Regions from separate parts of the Zea mays genome. Here region 1 is linked to region 2. The links are chromatin contacts, called in public Hi-C maps. All regions are on one chromosome and are shown on one strand. Each heading gives the region's core, a stretch centred on a gene start, on an enhancer-like site or on the middle of the called end of the contact. The rest is flanking DNA. Distances are from core to core; before and after follow the strand shown. Region 1 has its middle 44 kb from the start of LOC111590292. Region 2 holds the start of LOC100194130.

The links. Hi-C and Micro-C count contacts between places; a contact is called where the count stands out from the background.
Region 1: a Hi-C map of leaf shows a contact between it and region 2, with 4 times the contacts expected there. The contact joins the enhancer-like site here to the promoter of LOC100194130 in region 2. A contact is called at or near these places in 5 of 25 Hi-C or Micro-C datasets (bundle sheath, leaf, leaf mesophyll and 1 more).

What each region holds. Positions count from the first base shown.
Region 1 is chr10:15,998,415-16,001,188 of Zm-B73-REFERENCE-NAM-5.0, forward strand. No RefSeq gene overlaps it. Among protein-coding and RNA genes, the nearest start is that of LOC111590292, 44 kb to the left of the region's middle. Within about 2 kb of position 1,252, at least 15 of the 20 cell types and tissues checked have an H3K27ac peak or open chromatin away from gene starts, as enhancers often do. A contact at or near this core is called in leaf and leaf mesophyll, where this site is marked.
Region 2 is chr10:15,899,127-15,901,871 of Zm-B73-REFERENCE-NAM-5.0, forward strand. LOC100194130 reads right to left here and starts at 1,425. Exons shown (of 2, transcript NM_001139183.1): 1 at 1,117-1,425. The coding sequence starts at 1,242.

The DNA.
Region 1 (2,774 bases), core at 2-2,501, 99 kb after region 2:
TGTGCGCGTCCCGTGCGACGCAGGGAAGACGTCGCTCCTGTGCCTAGGTCCCGGACCGTATGGTCCAGAGCCGCGGACCGTCCGCGCCGCCGCAGAGGGGCACCGCCAGCTGGTACACCTCTAGTGATTGGCGCTGCCCAGATCGACGCCAACGCTATCTATACATCTAGATCTTCATCATAATCACAAAGATCTCCCCTACAAGATCCAGCGTCCTCCTTTGCGAGATTTGGCGTTCAAGCAGAGAGTTTGGGGCACGAATTGAACGAGCGTCAGTGAATTCACTAAACCACTATATTTATAAGGGCTATCTATCTATACATCTAGAATTGTATTCTTCAGGGGGACTCAATTGTGAATCTAGAATTACATCTTTTTACCAGACCGAGTATACTCCATCCATGTCACTATTGTTGTTGTGCTATTCCAGACGATGCAGCAGAAGCAATCATTGACCAGGACCCGCGGACGGCTGGATCGATCCTGGTTGTGTGCATGATTGCCTTGCCCAGCTCTATGATAGAGCAATTATTGATAAGTATGACCATCTGCTTACCTAAGACGATCGATCGAAACTGTCATAAATATTTCTTTTTTTTTTGTTTCGGTCTTGTGATCGGTCAAAGTATATGGGATTAGTACTAGGGAAACTACCAGAGAGTCTGAGATAGAGGCGTGTGTGGCTGAGGATCGTGGAGGGGTGGTCAAGGCAACCAGCAGGTAAGAGCTTTTCTCTCTCTATCGTCGGAGGGGGGATCTCGGCGTCGGGACGGGACTCGGGAGGCGCGCGGCCATCTCGGCCAGTCTCTCGCCGGTGGATCGCTGGGTGGCAGATTGAGCAGAACGGATTTACAACCAGTGTTTGCTCAACGCCGGTAAAGGTCGGGGCTCGGTCATCTTTGTCCATGGGACTGGGTTCGAGTCCGGCGCTAGAGGTAGGCAGCCAGGTTGCGCCTCCGCTCCTGCAAATTCGCAATGGGAGGACATGCTGCTGTCTGCCTGCCTGCCGGTGATGGAGCCGTCGGGGTTTGCAAGTCGCGACCTGGGCTGGGCCGACGTCGGGAACACGGTTGCATCCTCCCGCCTTGTGCTCTCTTCTTCCAGGAACAAGGTGAAGCCATGGCAGGGCAAAATTGCCGTCGCCACGCCGCTCGCCGAAGTTCGCTGTTGGAGATGCACTATCAAAGGCGCGCAGTTGCGTTGTTCCTCTGGACAGTGCCGTGATCACAGGTTGACGAAGACGCGTTCGTTGCCTAGGTCTGGGGATCCGTTGGCTGTTAATTCGAAGAGAACATATCTAAGGCACATAGTGCACATATTAAATCATCACCATTCATTTTAAATCTAACGGTTTTAGTTGATAATTCAAATTATAAATAACACATTTCACAACTACACACCACTACGTTGGAGGGTGTTCTTAGCAAAATATATCAAACAACTAGAGACGTTAAATCTAAAATAAATGGTAATGATTTAATATGTGCATCAATCTTCTATGTGCATTAGATATCAAAATCAAGTGTTTTTTTGGAAAGCCTGGTGACAGGGCGTTTCACCGGGATTCTCGGACGCCATCAGCAGCGCTGGATTCAGGGAGATGTGGCCTTAATTGGGCGGGTCCACGACGACTGGGCTGGCTTTCCTTTTTACCAGAACGGGTACTAGATCACCGGTGGCGAGGGCAGTTCATTCAACTTTCAGAAGCTTGTCGCCTAGCACTTTCGTCGCGGCGACTAGGCAGGCACACTATGGCGCTGGGAGGTGGTCATGGCGGCCGTGGAGGGGGAAGAGGCCAGCATCAGTCTAACGGCGCTCGCAGTCATGCCTCGGGTCATCACCAGCATGGCGGCGCGGAGGCCGGTGCAGGGGAGGAAACCAGCCGGTGTTTCATCCCGGCTATGGAGGCGGTGACCGTAAGCTGGCCGTCGAGGAGGAGTTCGTGGACGACCAGCTGCTTGGCGTGGTGGGCGAGGTAGTTCTGTAGGGGGGCGGTTCTTCGGTGGTCGTGCTACGCCATTTTAGAACATGGATGGTGGCGAACAGGGCAGGTACGCATATGGAGCCATGGAGGGGCTTCTTCCACTCTGGCTGCAGGTCAGCGTTACGGATACGGGGTAACAGTGAGTCCTCCAGTGGCACCTGATGTTTCAAAGGCAGCTGACTTGACTTGCTTCACCAATCTTTTGCAGCGGCAAATGGTGGCGGGGGTGCTGCTAGGAATGTCCCAGACAATACCTGGGAACAGATTGTCACTCTGCTGCTGCAGTCTGTGGGGAAGAATCAGTCCATGTCCAATTCTAGGTGGGATGCTGCGCTGGATGGATCATAGGCCTCAGCGCAGTTCAAGGCTTGATACAATCAAAGAACTCTATAAGCCGACTCATGTGGATGACAAGGTGGGGTCTTCTGTAACACCTGTGGCAAAAGAAAAAGTTTCGTTTTGTTTTGTTTCAGGTGTAAAACCAAAGGACACCAGTTGAGTGACCGCAATATTGAGTTGTTTTGTGAAGTTTGTGATGTCAAAACACACTTAACTTCAAAATGTCCAGTGGTCCGTAACTGCAGAACTTTTGCAGTACCTTGTGGGTATGCGGTAGAGGGTTTCATGTTTTACTATATACCTCAACTCAATCCAGTCAAGTCGAGGAAGGGTGGTTGTAATGGTACAGTGACTGTTGTGGAGGGTTCTCTGACAGAGGAGCAGATTATGAATGAACTGAAAAGGTTGGTGTCTTCTGAGTGGGAATGGAGGGTGAAGAGTTTCAGGAATA
Region 2 (2,745 bases), core at 175-2,674:
ACCCCCGTACGTCATGGACACGTCGCACGCCAATCATGCGTGTGTATCACTATGCTACACTCGCCTTCGTAACCGGTGTTTTTATTTGAAGGAACCTAATTCACCTAAAATATATTTTAATTTAGTATAGGGTATACCAATACTTTATACTTCTGGGTACCTTAAAATGTACAGGCACTGATAACTTAATTAATGTACTAACATTTTTTTAGATGGGAGAAAGGTAGTAGGTGAGTCACTACATGGAAAGACGACGCAGTGGTGCAATATGCATGGCAATGGTACCTAAACACGTGGAAAGGACTGTCTGATTGAATAGGTTTTCAGGAACAGTGACACTCCAATTATTTGGGAATTATCTTTACAATTACTAGAATCATAGTACTTTGGGATTGAAAGAAATATATATATATATATATATAAACTAGCACCACTTCGCCGGCTAGCAAGCGCTGTATCGATCTGTTACATGTTTTTGTACATGAATTAATTATGCTACGTAGTACTCGACAGTGTTTTTAAAGCATTTCTAAGAGCTCCCTAGAAAATAACTCATAAAAATCAATTTTAAGGAACATTTAAAAAATTAGTAGGGTAAATTTTATTTTTTTTTCTCCAACAGATCTTTATCTTTTAAAACGACAGATTGTTTTTGGGAACCTAAAACTTCTTATTTGTAGCTATAAATAAGAGAGTTTTAAGTGCCATGAAAAAGTTGTGAGCACTTGGGAACTGTTAGAGATCGTTTTTTATGGTTTTTTTCAAAAAACTTGATTTAGAGGAGACTTCTGGAGAGCTCTTGAAGATGATTTTAGGAGAGGAAAAAAAAGGGAATGGTGGAGGAGATGGAGGATGCATTTACAAATCAAAAGAGGGAATATTGGATGTGATATCCGTGCATATTTATTTCGAAATATTGGATTTGCGAAACAGAAATTATTATAGATCACACACACATTGATTTAACAGGGCGGTGAAGAAATCATCCTCATGAGATGGTGAAAGAAAAAAAAATCGCCGAGAACAATGCAAGCTCCTGGGTTGAAATAGCATCTCACAATTTTCTAGTATAATATATATAATGCATTATGTGTATTCATATATGTACGTGCTTACCCTTGCGAACTTGATCTGGGCGAGGGTGAGCGTCTTGGGCTCCCACTCTATGGACGACATCCGCCCCGCGTCCTCCACCCTGCTCACCGTCGTCATGGCCGGCTCCGCCATGTCTGCCGGCGCCATGGAATATATGCTGGATGCAGAGCAAGCCTCTTCCTCTTCCTCTTCGATCGGGTGTGTACTAGTCGAGAACGTTGCCGACTTTTCTCTCCTGCTGATTCGTCAGGATGTTTCGCTACTCCTCTGCTCTGTCTCTGCGTGCGCCCGGGCTGTACTAGTCGAGAACGATGGAGGCCAGCCAAAGCCACAGACACAGAGATGGAGCCACGCCACGCCCAGGTATATATACCGCGCGCGGCGGGGCCACGGCAGGCAGGCGAGGCGACGGACGTGTCCCTCCCGTACGGGCGGGACAGGCGGCCACGTGGCTGTCGCGGAGTGGGGGCACGCGCGGCCACGCGGCGCTAGCTGCATGCGTCGTCGTCGTCCCGGACCGGAGCGGCTCTTGTTGCGTCCCGATCCGACGTGCCTGTTCGTGTGGCTGTGGTGCGCAGTCAGGTGCGGCCGGGACACGTAGTGGCGTCCCCGAGGTGGTCAGCCGCCGCGTCCAATCGGGGATCGCCGCGTCGGGGGGCTTTGACGGGCTGGGATATTATTGCGTGCCGCGCCTGCACTCGCCACCGGCCGCCCGACGGCGGCGGTCGTTACCGGCGGGTGGGACTGTTCATATGCTACTCGTCCATACCGCATGCATGTGCAAACGCCGACCGGTCCTACGTGCTCTTACGGGCATGCATGCACGTGGATCCAAAACATGTTTTGTAATTCCAACGCATGGACGATGCCGATGGTGGCTCGACCAGTGCAATTCGATCACGTACGTACGGTGACGAGAAGGGGAGGCCAAGCTGTTGTGGGCTACGACCTTCACTGTCGTCGACGTCGTGTCGCACGCACGTACGTGCGCGCGCGCTGGGGTTAGCCGCCGCCGCCGCTGCGGTGTGGCACGCTTGCGCTGCATGACACACGTGACATATAAATGGCGCGCGCGGCGGCGCAATGCATGCCGTCAGGTAACGCAACGCAACGCAACGCAACGCAACGCAACGCAGGACGCAGGCCCGACGACCGATCTGCAATATCGTGACACGAGAGGTACCTACATGCGAAACCGATGGAGCGAGAGAAAGAAAAAAAAAGGAGATATTTTGTGAACGCAAGGTGTCACGATCGAGTCCATGCGTGCAAGCGTGCGTATATGCACCGGGACCTGCATGTAGTGGTGGGGACACGGACCTTGTGACGGAGAGGCGCTCCACGTCCGGCAGGGGACACCACCGGCCGGGGCCCGCGCCCGCGAGCTGCCGCCACGCCACGCCGCCTCTCGGCCGGATCTCCGCGCCATCGCTTTCGCCTCGATACTATTACTATGACAGCACATGTCTTCGCTATGCTTGCGTTCCCCCTACCGTCTATCGCGCAACACATGTCTACTCCAGCAGCCTCCTTAGACTGACTTGACCCCAACATGCCATGCATATACGCAAACCGGCGATACATTTACGTGGCCTGATCGAGAAGAACAAAAAATGCACGTGCTCTCTCTGCGATGCATATTGCTCGGTA